Regions from separate parts of the Mus musculus genome. Here regions 2 and 3 are each linked to region 1. A link is a contact called in public HiChIP or PLAC-seq and promoter capture Hi-C data. All regions are on one chromosome and are shown on one strand. Each heading gives the region's core, a stretch centred on a gene start, on an enhancer-like site or on the middle of the called end of the contact. The rest is flanking DNA. Distances are from core to core; before and after follow the strand shown.

Region 1 (4,269 bases), core at 1,090-3,589:
GCAGCCAGAATATAAATCAAAATAGTAATTTCAAAATATACTATATAGTTAGATACCTTTTCTTTTTTATGAGTTGCCTAAAAAGATAAAATGTCATGCAGAAAACTGCAGTAGTCTCTTGGAGGAAATGCTCTAAAACTGTGTGACTAGTTCAAACTGGTTTTCTTCACTGTTTACAGTTTAAGGCATGATAAGTACTTTTAATCTAAAATAAAATATAAGTGAAATCTACTTAGTAAACTATTCCGTAAACAACATCTCGGTTCAGTATAAAACCATTTAACAGATTTCTGATTAAATCATTTCATGATATACAAAATTTTAAACGTACAGATATATCACATTATTTAAATCATAATTGCTTTTAGACCTTAACTTTATGGAGTTTTTTTTTTTTAATGAGGAAAAAACACGTTAAAGTGGTTCAAGAAAGTAAAATGGCGTGCATACAAGAATAGAATATATTTTAATGTTTAACACATCAGACACAAACTTCCTTTAAAAATATTTTCTGTTGGAGCCGGAGAGATAGTTCCCAAGAACACAGTTTTCACAGTTGAACACGGAGCAGTCCCAGTGGCTTAGTCAGGCAGCTTATATTGCAGATTCATTATCAAATATCTTATTTTTTAAGGTCTGTAGGTTGTGTTGGATAAAATTCTCAGTGCCCTGAACTTCAGAGAACCTGGAGTCACTTCTTCTAACCGACCAGTTTTTCATTTTTATTGAGTTCTGAATTGTGTCTGAGGTGAAGTAGTAAACAATAGGGTCAAAGCAGCAGTTGGAAACAGCGATGCAGAGAGTGATCGGGTACATGGTCCTCACTGCCGCCACCACAGAGCAGTTAACAAAGGTCTGTGTCCTCATGAGCGAGTACAAAATGAGGTTGATGTTGTAGGGCACAAAACAGAAACAGAAGATGACCAAGTGGACAAAAATCATTTTTAAAACCTTAGTTTTGTTCATTTTGCTTCTACTTAATGTAACAGGTTTATTTAAAGTTCTTAGCACCATACTAGAACAAGTTACGTTCAAAATGAGAGGGATAAAAAAGCCCACTATTTCAATGAAAATCACAATCCTGGAGAGATAAGTTTTCCATGTGGCCGCTGGAAAGTTCTCAAAGCAGGCTTCTGAGGTATTGTTCCCCTGAGAGTGGGTCGACTGAAAGAAAACTGCAGGCGCACTTCCTCCCATCACTGTGAACCACACAGCAATGCAAACGATCTTTGCATTTCGTTTCGTTCTTAAAGTCTTTGACTTAAATGGGTAGACAATTGCCAGAAATCGATCTACACTGATACAGGTTAAGAACAGAATGCTTCCATACATATTGGTGTAAAACAGCATTACTGAAATCTTACAGAGTAGATCTCCAAATGGCCAATTCCGTGTTGCAAAGTAAAAAATCCGAAATGGCAAAGTAAAGACGAAAAGTAAATCTGACATTGCCAGGTTAATCATGTACGTTGTAGTTTCATTTCTCACTTTGAGGGCACAGATGAAAATGTATATCGCAACACAGTTGGATATCAGCCCAAGCACGAAGACCATGCTGAACATGCACCCGTACAGAGTGTACTTAAAGGAGTCGTCATAAGGGCACTGGGAGCCATTGGAGCTTACCATTGTCAGGCAGTGCAGCTTACAGGAGGCCTTTTGTCCGCAGCGCTTGATCGATCGCCTTTGCTATTCAGATGTGGTCACAGCAGCAGCCAGTTTATTTGCAAAGTATTTGTTTCTTTTCCTGTTCTTACAAATACTTTCTTCTCTTAACTCTTCAAAGGAAACATGAAATGTGTTCCGTAAAAGTTTCTAGTAGATTATTCAGGAAAATAGTCTGATTTTCTGGTCGAGAAAATCCATGAGTCTGGAGTTTAGTTAACTGACAGAAAATGCAGTCAAGGAAGCCAACCCATAAAGCTGAAAGTGTAAGGAAAAACTGTTCCAAGTCGGACCAGACCAGTCCGCGTGGAAACTTGTGCTTCAGCCGCCAGGGTCCAAACCAGCTTTACTTCAGTCACAAACACTCGCCGTGCGTCCGTCCGCCCGTCGTCCTCGGGTACTTCTTCCTTCTTTTTATTCTCAAACTTTGTATTTCTACATTGATTCCGGACGGCGATAGGCAGTCGTTTAAGGGATCCCAGATAAATTCCTAAGCATGTTCGCGCTTGCTGAATGGAGAGGCCTTTCGGAGGTTGCCAGCTGTATTGTGAGATGGGCTGTCTCTGAAGTGAGCAAGAAAGCCTTCCCAGATTTGTAATATGACATCACAGGAAGAAGAGGCTGGGTTTGGACAAAGGAAGGCTTCAACCCAGTTGTTTGCAGTTCCTTTAATCTGATAATGTGTCTGCTGGGAATGTACCTAGGAGGCTTGCAAATGGTCACTGGCTGCCCAGCTGAGTTGGGTGTTAACTCTTTTTATGCCAAAATGCTTTCCGGGGATTCTGACAACTTCTCCAAAGTGGTTTGATTTGCTTTAGTTAGTAATAAGTAAGAGAAAGAAAGAAACATAAGGTAGATTCTTTCTCTTCTATTGCTCTTGTAGTTGGGATATTGCCTTCTTTAAAGAAATAAAATGCAGATGGGTGTATATATGTTTATAAATTGAAATGTAGGCGATATGAGTGGCACATTAAAGAACTGTTTGTGCCTGAAGGCAGAACCTTAAGAGTTTATATAAAGCCTTTGACTGAGGCAGGCAGTCCTGCTTCTCTTAGTATCTGGTGTTTTTTAATTGCTCTCCAGCATTTAACTTAATTGGCATGATTGTGAGTAGCTTTAATCCTGGATCTCTTTAGTTTTTGATAAATAATGTTCTAACATTTTTCTTTGAAACTAATTTTCTAGAGCTAGTTCAATTTTAATACACCAAAGACTACATTAAGTATGCCCCCCCCCCGGAGGATTATAACTCAGTAGTGAGAATAGTACTCCAAAACTTTTACTTTTAGTACAGTGTCAGTCTTTTGCCCACAACTTAATATAAGCATAGTGGGAAAGTGTGCTTTGTAAAACGGGCTCCCCCCTTCTGAGTTAATTGAAATAACTTACAGCAGAGAATCTCAGTTCTACTGTTTGTCTAAATGTAGTTTCCATGATTTTATTCTCCTTTCCTCCGTCTCTCCCTTCAGTTTCTTTTACATGTTGGCTGTGTGTTGGGGTATATTCCAGATCTACTTTCATCTCTAAATTTGAAGCTGAAACCCTTCATTTGGGGTCAGTGAAGGCATTTCAGAGCAAGTTTCTCTATAGACACCTTAGTTTACATATTAAGATGTATACTTAAGAGCATGTATCATGTGTTCTATACCTTTTAAATTTGATTACTTTTGATGGTGAATTATAATCTTTTTATTGTTTTGATTAGGAAGTCATCTATGATCAAATAATACAGTCTTATAGGCGGTAAAGATTGAGGGTCTGAACTTCTTTGCTTTGGTTTTGGTGTGGAAAACAGATGCAAATGTGTTCCTATTGGAAGATGGGAACTTTGAGTGCAGTAATGAAAAAAGGGACACTTAATAACATTTTCTTCTCCATGAAGAAACTTTTCTGTTAATAGTTATTTTAGGAAAAATATAAAATTTGAGTGATCCACTTTTAAGTTTCCTTATTGTCATTTTAAAAAACGATTTATTATGTATACAGTGTTTTGCTTGCATGTACACCTACAGTTCAGAAGAGGGCACCAGATCTCACTATAGATGGTTATGAGCACCATGTGGTTGCTGGGAACTGAACTCAGGACCTTAGGAAAAACAGCCAATGTGCTTAACCTCTGAGCTATCTTGCCAGCCCCCTTATTGTCATTTTTACAAATTATAATCGTTTTATGTCCTGGTACTGTCCATGTTTACTTTCATTGTGAAAACATGCATGAATGTGATATACATGCATATATGCAGGCCAGCACTTATACACATAAAAATAAATAGGTCTTTAAAATAAATAAGTAAAATATACTGTCAGCTGATTTTTAGGATGTTGTGATATGTAGATTATACCTTAGTGAAAAAGAGTTGTAGAGGAAAGTCTGTCTAAAAGGGTTACTAATTTGCTGGGCGTGGTAGTACATGCCTTTAATCCTTATACCTAGGTGGGCATGCTGGAAAGATGTCTTAGCATTTTGGAGTACTTCCTGTTCTTTCAAAGGGCCCAGGTTTGATTGTCAGCACCCAATGGCAGCTCAGTCCTGTCTGTAACTCCAGTCCCAGGATATCCAGTACCCACGTCTGACTCTGCAGGCACTGCGTGCACTCAGTGCAC
Region 2 (4,269 bases), core at 646-3,145, 190 kb after region 1:
GGACTTGACAAGGCGATAAGAATAGATCTATTTGTATTCTTCTACATGATAACTGCCAGTTGTGCCAGCAACATTTGTTGAAAATGCTGTCTTTTTTCCACTGGATGATTTTAGCTCCCTTGTCAAAGATCAAGTGACCATAGGTGTGTGGGTTCATCTCTGGGTCTTCAATTCTATTCCATTGGTCTACTTGTCTATCGCTATACCAGTACCATGCAGTTTTTATCACAATTGCTCTGTAGTAAAGCTTTAGGTCAGGCATGGTGATTCCACCAGTGGTTCTTTTATCATTGAGAAGAGTTTTTGCTATCCTAGGTTTTTTGTTATTCCAGATGAATCTGCTGATTGCCCTTTCTAATTCGTTGAAGAATTGAGTTGGAATTTTGATAGGGATTGCATTGAATCTGTAGATTGCTTTTGGCAAGATAGCCATCTTTACTATATTGATCTTGCCAATCCATGAGCATTGGAGATCTTTCCATCTTCTGAGATCTTTAATTTCCTTCTTCAGAGACTTGAAGTTCTTATCATACAGATCTTTCACTTCCTTAGTTAGAGTCACACCAAGGTATTTTATGTTATTTGTGACTATTGTGAAGGGTGTTGTTTCCCTAATTTCTTTCTCAGCCTGTTTATCCTTTTTGTAGAGAAAGGCCATTGATTGGAAAAAAAGAAACCCAAACAACTAGACTGTTATAATTGCTAAGTAGTGTGTTGTTTTGCAATTATGAAGTTTGAGAATTTTAGGTTAATTGTTCTGTTTCAAAATCATATTGAGTATTTGGGGTCATTTTGATGCAGTATAGATTTTAAAATGGATTTCGCTGAGGATAAGTTATACATAGGCAAGAGAAGAAGAAACAAAGACGGCAGAAATCTTTAGGAAAAACTTGCACCTGGAAAAATTAATAGGAAATGAGCAATCTGAAAAGGGGGTGTAATAGGTATTAGTCTGTTGCTATAGTAAAATATCAGGAACAATGGCAACACAAGGAAAGAATTTATTGGGATTTAAATTTCAGACAGTCCATATGACCTGGGAGGCATGGTGGTGAGTGCCCAGGGAAGGAAGCTGAGAGATCACATCTGTATCTGCAAATGTGAACCAGAGAGAGCAGTATGAGAACTGGACTGAGGGGATAAATGCTCACAGGCCACTTCCGGTGGTGCCACATCCCCTCCTGTGAGGCTGCACCACCTCCCTGAATAACACCACTGACTGGAGACCCAGCGTTCAAGCACCTGAACCCGTGGGAGAGATTTGTCACTCAGTCTCAGGAGGCAAAGGAGAACGAACCATTCTGAAAGTTGGAAAAAAGAGCGAGGCAGATTGAGAACAAGTCTCCACAATTAGCTATTCAAACAAGAGAGAAAGGAAGAGGAAAACGGAGAAAGAACACATTACATGAACCTTGAGACCATCGGTGACCTTTGCAGAGACTTTTCAGTGGAGTAAGTGAGAATGTGAGAGCATCAGAGAGTGGTGAGAGTGCTCTAAAGCAGGCTACAGAGCGCTGCACTGATGGGTTGGGCATGGGAACAGAAGCCCTTTTGGAGAAATAACAGCCACTTAACCTCCCCCTCCCCCCAGCTCCCTGCCCATCACATCCTGCAAAAGATCCCGATGGAAAGGGGGGGGGGGGGAAGGAAAGAAAGAAAAGAAAGAAAAGAAAAACCCCAGCAAAAACCAATCATTAGCGGCAGGGCAATTCTAGGGTGACTTGAAAGAGGTTGACAGTCACAAACTGGAAATTCTCTGACTTCTGAAGAAAGAACTCAAGCACCCACACCCATGACAGTGCCACAAAGCTGAGGTCCTGCTGACCCAAGTGACTTCTCGCCTTGCTATTGGCTGACACTGTTCATAAAACAGTGTTTGTTTCACTTTTGTTTTAAATAAACAAGCTGCATTCTATGGGGCGAGAAGCCTGGAGTCAGAGCAGACGCCAGGGCGACCGAAGGCAGAGGCACAGGTAGGTTTCCCTTTGTGTTCATTTGTTACTGAGAACTGTGCTTTGAGGATGAGTACAGGAATGGCATGTGGAAAGTAAGCTTAATTTGTTCAACTATCAGTGTTTGTTCTACCATCTTATGTGGTAAACTGGAAAAAGTACAAAAATATTGTAGACTGTAGAAAATACCACCACAAGGCTTGATTGTCAGTTGGGGTATTTCCTTCCTTTTTGAGGTGCATATAATTTTTAGCTTTCTCTCATAGTTGTATATATAAAATAAGAGCAGATATTATTTTTTTCCTTTAAAGCGTGCACTTTATCCACACTACCACGAATTCTATAAAATTGTAATTGTAAATTGCTATATGAGGCACTTCTTTTAGCATATAGATTTTACCATTTAGATTCTTTCCTATTTTGCATAGATTCGGTCATTTTATTCTGTAAGACCTTTTTCTACTCCGAAGCTTTGCTTTTGGAAGAGAGAAGAGTCCATCTGAGAAGGCATACTTCAGTGATTTGGTTCAGAGGTACACTGGGGAATTCACATGTGTGGAGGGCTGTGTGCTTGGAACCCATTCATTTGGGAACATCCATTGGCGATTTTTAGCTTGGGCTGCACCTCAGTCAGAAACACTTCATCTTAGGAGATTAGAAAACAACCCCTCAAAAACGGATTTTCTGGTATTGGCCAGTCTTTAATGTGTTTTTGTCTACTATTAATTCCCAGGTGATGTTAATGAATAGTCAGTTAAAAAAGTTAAATAAGCTGTTTGAATACTTTCTAGTCTTTTACATGTACCTGAGAGTAATATGAATGAAGAAATAAGAAGATGCAATCAAAGGCAAGTCTTTTTTTTTAACTCTGTAAATAGCTTATAGAGCTAATTTATGGGGCATATAAGAATTTTAGAAGTCTTTGTCATCTACCTTAACCACTTCAACCCTTGAGATGCGACCATACTCGGAAGCTTCAGTTCACTAATGCTTGAAGTAAGTAGATTTGTTTCCATGGCTTGGGAAGGTAGGAACTAGAGAAGCAGAGACTCTAGAAGGTTCTAAATATGTTACCATTAAGCTCACTGTGTGCTAGTACCTGTCAAGGCTGTCATATTTCTTTGGTTTCACAACCTTGTAAGGTCATTCAAGAGATGTGTGCCAAGTTACAAACATACCACAGGTATAGAAGATGGCTAAGACTGGATCTAATGTCTCACCCTGCTTTTCAAGAGAAATTGTTTTCACTGGATCCTTATCCCTCTAAGGAAAATATGGACTGAATTTATATAAGAGCTGTGTTCTGCTTTCTCCCCTAAGAAAGGATAGACAGATAAAGGGTAACTAATTAACCCAGGCTGAATCAGTCTTTCCTGAGCTTCCTACAGGAACATACTTGAACTTAATTTGATCAACAGCATGCCAGATGAATTTCTTCTTGTTTTCATTCCATGGAGAATAGTACCTCTTTAGCATCTTTGATACAAATAAGAATTTTTGTAGTATATTTGTATATAGAGACATGTATATATAATATATTTCTCATTTTGTAGATGGCAAAAACAAAGCCCTGGGGTCACAGGGTATTTCCCTAGGTAGAAGCAAATTGGCAAGCCCAGAGGATCTGGCTACATTCTTATAACCCAAATAATAACTATTTTAAGGAATTGATGAAATGAATTTTCTTTTATCTGCATGTTATTAGTTAAATGATGGCATTAATAGTATATCACTTGGAAAATAAAAGATGACTATGTCTCAGTGGCTAGTAAAAGCAGGATACAGAAAAGCAATGTAACATGCACCCTCTTTTATTAAAAATAGTTATCTGTATTTGAGGAAAGAGAAGAAGGAGTATATGTGCAGACCTGTCAGGTTGGTAAAAGTTGTCATTTACACACGACTCAGCTTGTTATCTTTTTCCTCACCTTAAGTACGTATAAAACCTAAAACAAAAACAAAAAGTAAATTAACAGAACTGGGTAGAATGGACTGCACCTTCTGTTTATTCTCCAGATAAAATGGCCTCCAGCTCCCTTTTCCAGTTGGCTGTAAGGCAGCCCTGTGCCCAGTTCTGAGTTTTGTCCATGTCTGTCACCCGTGGTGTCATGGTTGTGGCTAGCACAGACTAAGCCCTCAGTGTGTTAGGAACCTAGCCGGTCAGGCCACTCCCAACTTCTCCATTTATTCTCATCCCCTCAGCAGATAAGGGTTTTGAAATTGAGAGGGTGAAATATATAATATAATATACAGAATATAATATACAGAATATAAGTAGAGCTGAGACTTGAACTTGGGTCTCTTCTGACTCTTCTAC
Region 3 (4,269 bases), core at 1,028-3,527, 150 kb after region 1:
TGTGTGCTGACTAATGTGGGTGCTGGGAACTGAACTTGGGTCCTCTGTATGAGCAGTAAGTGCTTGTAACCACTGAACCATTTCTCTAGCACACAGATCTTGTTTTTAAGGTAGGGAGTGTTCGGACATGGCACACTGCTAATATGATTGCCCTTACTCAGCCCCTGCAGACACCATGGTTAACCTCATGGTCCAAGGCTCTAAGAATCAATCCCAGTCTTAGCATCAAGTATCTGTGGGCCCTAGGCTCCCGGGGAAACAGACACTTTTCAGGCACAGTATACCAAAATTGTATTGTTAGCTCCCAGGAGCAGAAAAGGGCCATACATTTTTTTTCTGAGCTGTCCAGGGCTTGACAACCCAGACTTACTGAGTTACTTCCTACTGTATAGCACTCCGTAACATTCTCACAGTTAAAGAGGATTTTGACATTATGGGTGGGTGCAGCATACAACTCCTAAACACTATCCTTCTATCCTTATAAATGCAATGTGTTCCTGGAAGCTCTGATGCAGGGTGTGACAATTCTCAGGACTGCTTCAACTTAGAGTAACAGTGCATTAGGACAGCCACCCACATACTTTCCTAGGAAGGTTATAATGGGGCATCTATGAGAGAGACTTTTACATTCCATTTGAATCTAGGTCAATTAAGGGAAACCAGACTTTTCTCTCAGGGAAAGATGACATGGGAAGAAGCACTTGTCCCCAGGCCAGTGACACTCCAGAGTGGCTTGTCCTACTCTCCTGGGAGAACCAGGGGAGGCTATGTGTACTTAGAATGTTGCACTCAGAGCGGAGTCTGAGTTCTGGGTTTCCCACCTTCTTAGTGGCTACAGTGGGTTGTATGGCCCCATGACATGCCCGAGTCCTTATCCTAAGAATATGACCTTATTAGGTAAATAGGGTCTTTGGAGATGTAAGGAGGTTGTGGGGTCAGACGGTTGTCCTCATTCGTTTTCTCTTGATGTGGTAAAACACTGAACAAAATCAGCTTAGGCGTGGAAAGGAATTGTTTCATTTTACAAACTAAGCCATACTCCATCTCCGAGGGCAGGAGCCTGGAGGCAGGAACTGAAACACAGACCACAGAGGGGTGCTGCCTACTGGCTTGCTCTACATAGCTTGCACAGCCTGCTTTCTTATAGAACCCAGGACCACCAGCCCAGGGACAGCACCACTGACATCCATCATTAATCAAGAAAAGAAATAACCCATGGACATGCTCACAGGCCAATCTTATGGAGGGAGTTTTAAAATTGAGGTTCTTCTTCCCAAATGACACTAGCTATGTTGACAAAAAACAATCAACACAGATGTGACTAGCTTAGAGTTTTTTTTCTTTCTTTCTTTCTTTCTTTCTTTCTTTCTTTTTTTTTTTTTGCTATAAACTCAATGAGTAGTATCTTAATAAGCTAATAGAAGGCTGTGCTATACAGCAAGGTTGAGATTGGAACACAGGACACTGGGGATTGCTGGCTAGTGACTAGGAGAGATGCAAGGAGGGACTCTTTCAGGAGCTCCCAGAAACTTCCAGTCCTTGTAATGCATGGAAGACATTCGGTAAATATTTGTTAAATGAATGAGTGAAAGTGAATGAATGATTCTGTTGAGACAAAACTTTGATGCTAGGATCCAGGCTTTTGGAAACCAGGATCAGGTTTCCAGAATGGCAAGAGGATGAGCCTCTGTCTCTTTAAGCCAGGTTTGTGGGAATTTACCCTGGTAGACACAGTGACCTAGTTTCACTTTCTGAAAATAAGTTTTTGATAGTTTTCTTATCTATATCTTTGTGACACTCATCTCTTGAGTGAATGAAATGAGATACTGTGTATAGAAGAGTAAGAGGCCTTCTCACTTGCAATTTCTGTCTCTTTAGTTTTCTTTTATGTATGTATGTACATATGTACGTATGCATGCATGCATGCAGGTGTGTGTGTGTGTGTGCATGTACATGCATATGTGCACACTCATGTACATGCCCGTGTGCTTGCCCACACAGGTGACTGAAGAAGCCAGAGTTTGATGATGTTTGGGCATTTTTCTCAATTGCTTCTATACCTGACAAAGAGATGGGGGTCTCTCACTGAACCTGGAGCTCACTGTTTTGACGAGACTGGCTGGCCAGTGAGCCCCTGGAACCTGCCTGTGCTGGGGTGCGCTGCTGTTGTCAGCTTTTACGTGGACAATGGCAATCCAAACTCAGATCCTAACCACTGAGCCACCTCCAACCTCCCCTCTAGACATTTTCAAGTGGGTTCTTACTTCTTCTAGAGACTCCAGGATGTGGTTTGTATTTCACCGATGTTATAGCCACAAACTTACTGGAAGGTGCCCTGCAGAGAAATGAATTATGATTTCATTGCAAAGTCAAAAAAAGAAAAGAGAAAGCCGTGTGGGGGCAAATGTCAGCACCCAGGTTCTGCTTTAAGAAATACATGTGCCTCTGCAGTAAGGGTAGACACTGCCAAGTGACTTCATTGGTATCTAGAAAGCTAAGTCCCTATGATAAGATTGAACCAACCTGTGAATAGATAGTGGTGGTGCAGTATGTGATGGTGAACTCGATCTGGCTTTTATTTCCTCTGGGTCTTCTTATGTTTGTGTGGTGCAATCACACAGATTTCCAGAGGCTACTGAGAGGCAAGGAAGGGAGGTCAGTAGTTACAAATAGTTACAAATTGTAACACATAGTTACAAACTGAGAGAAGATTGTTGCCTGCGGAAGGCAGAAATGTATCACTCATTGTTGTAACACTGTTACTCCATAAGGTCACCACATTGCTACATCATTACTTATCCACAAGACTGGAAGGGCAGCTCCTGGCTCAGTGTGTGTGGCCCCAGACCATTTGTTTCTGTCAATACACACACACACACACACACACACACACACACACACACACACACACACACACACACGCACACACGCACACGCACACATTCATATAACACATATGAGAGAAATCTGCAACCTACTCCTTCAGGATATTCAAATCCTTTAGTGATTGCAAAGAAGAGGAGAAATAATTTATCAGGCACTTGGGCTGTGCCAAGGGCAGTGTCAGCTGAATTTATATACCTTTTCTAATTTAAGCCCCATCTAATTGACTTGGGAAAATCCCAACTTAAATTGGATTTGGGGGAATATGGCCTGGAAATAAATTGACCATGGAATTAAAACTTCAGAAGCCATGGGGAGGAGAATTGTTTTCCCCTAAAAGATGCCTGTTGTTAAGAATCCACTTTTACCTGGACAGAACCCTTTCCATTCATTCTCATCTATCCAGTCAACAGATATTTACTGTGTGCCTTCTATTGGCTCTCTTTAATGGTCAAAGAAAGGAATTTCTACTTCGTACAGGTTATGTTTCAGCTTTGTGGAAATAACTAAATGATCAATGAGCCGCTTGTTCTATGACTGGGCATTAATGTGTGTGAAAACTAGAGCCCAATAAAGAACTTTGGTAGTGAAAAGAGTGGTTGATTGTGACTTTAGGAAGCTCATCAAAGTATTCCTCACCCAGAAGGTGACAGGGAACAAAGCCTGAAGAAGCTGAGAGGAGTCACATGACTAGCAGAGGCGGAGCCTTCCAGATAGAGGCAAAGATTCACTGTAGGAGACTGCTTTGCTTGCTCGAGGAACAGCAAGGAGATGGGGGTTACTGCCATGAAACAGGTGAGGGGAAAACAGAAGGAGATCAAGGGCAGTTTATTAGCACCTGGAAAGACTTTGATATAGGTAGGCTTGGTGGTATTTAGATTATAAAGACCAGAGTTACATTTTAAATAGATTGCTCTTCTGAGGCCACGGTTGCTTGCTTGGTAGAGGGCTTGTCTAGTAAAAAGCCCTGGATTTGAATATTAGCATTGCATTAACTGGGCAGGGCAGTGTATGCCTGTAATGGCAGCACTTGAGAGGTGGAAATAAGAAAATCAATAATAGCCCAAGGCCACCCTAAGCTACATAGAGTTTGAGATAGTCTGAGATAGGTGAAACTTGTCTAGAGAAAAAAAGATTATTCTTGGTTTGATGATGTAGATTATAGAAAGGTATCATAATTGTCTATAGCTATTGTAACATGATCACAAATAAGGAGCTTAAAACATTAGAAATGTGTTCTCTATTCTGGGGTTATAATTTTTAAAATCTATATGTTAGTAGAGCTATGCTCTTTCTGAAGACTCTGGGAGAGACTCCACTGGCCACTTTCAGCTTCTGGCTTTCCCTGGTTTGTGGCTAGATAAGTCCATCCCTACATAGTCTTTC

Evidence for each region. HiChIP or PLAC-seq counts read pairs in DNA pulled down with a chosen protein or histone mark. Capture Hi-C pulls out chosen DNA fragments and counts their contacts.
Region 2: a contact with region 1 is called in a promoter capture Hi-C map of pancreatic islet. The contact joins the promoter of Cysltr2 here to the promoter of Lpar6 in region 1. A contact is called at or near these places in 2 of 484 Hi-C or Micro-C datasets (Th1 cells and natural killer cells), 3 of 115 datasets of contacts at active chromatin or transcription factors (effector CD8 T cells, memory CD8 T cells and regulatory T cell precursor) and 3 of 9 other capture datasets (adipose tissue, liver and pancreatic islet).
Region 3: a contact with region 1 is called in a BATF HiChIP or PLAC-seq map of CD8 T cells, with 9 read pairs. The contact joins the enhancer-like site here to the promoter of Lpar6 in region 1. A contact is called at or near these places in 2 of 39 promoter capture datasets (macrophages and neutrophils), 2 of 484 Hi-C or Micro-C datasets (female germline stem cells and female germline stem cell-derived STRA8 germ cells), 4 of 115 datasets of contacts at active chromatin or transcription factors (CD8 T cells, the SCID.adh cell line, embryonic stem cells and 1 more) and 3 of 9 other capture datasets (adipose tissue, embryonic stem cells and liver).

The regions. Positions count from the first base shown.
Region 1 is chr14:73,235,961-73,240,229 of GRCm38.p6, reverse strand. Lpar6 (lysophosphatidic acid receptor 6) reads right to left here and starts at 2,339. Exons shown (of 1, transcript NM_175116.4): 1 at 1-2,339. The coding sequence starts at 1,629. The coding sequence ends at 595. All of the region lies in intron 17 of Rb1 (RB transcriptional corepressor 1), which reads left to right. RefSeq lists an enhancer at 3,904-4,269.
Region 2 is chr14:73,046,740-73,051,008 of GRCm38.p6, reverse strand. Cysltr2 (cysteinyl leukotriene receptor 2) reads left to right here and starts at 1,895. Exons shown (of 5, transcript NM_001162412.1): 1 at 1,895-1,973; 2 at 2,381-2,485.
Region 3 is chr14:73,085,924-73,090,192 of GRCm38.p6, reverse strand. No RefSeq gene overlaps it. Among named protein-coding and RNA genes, the nearest start is that of Gm35388, 15 kb to the left of the region's middle. Within about 2 kb of position 2,277, at least 35 of the 459 cell types and tissues checked have an H3K27ac peak or open chromatin away from gene starts, as enhancers often do. A contact at or near this core is called in CD8 T cells, where this site is marked.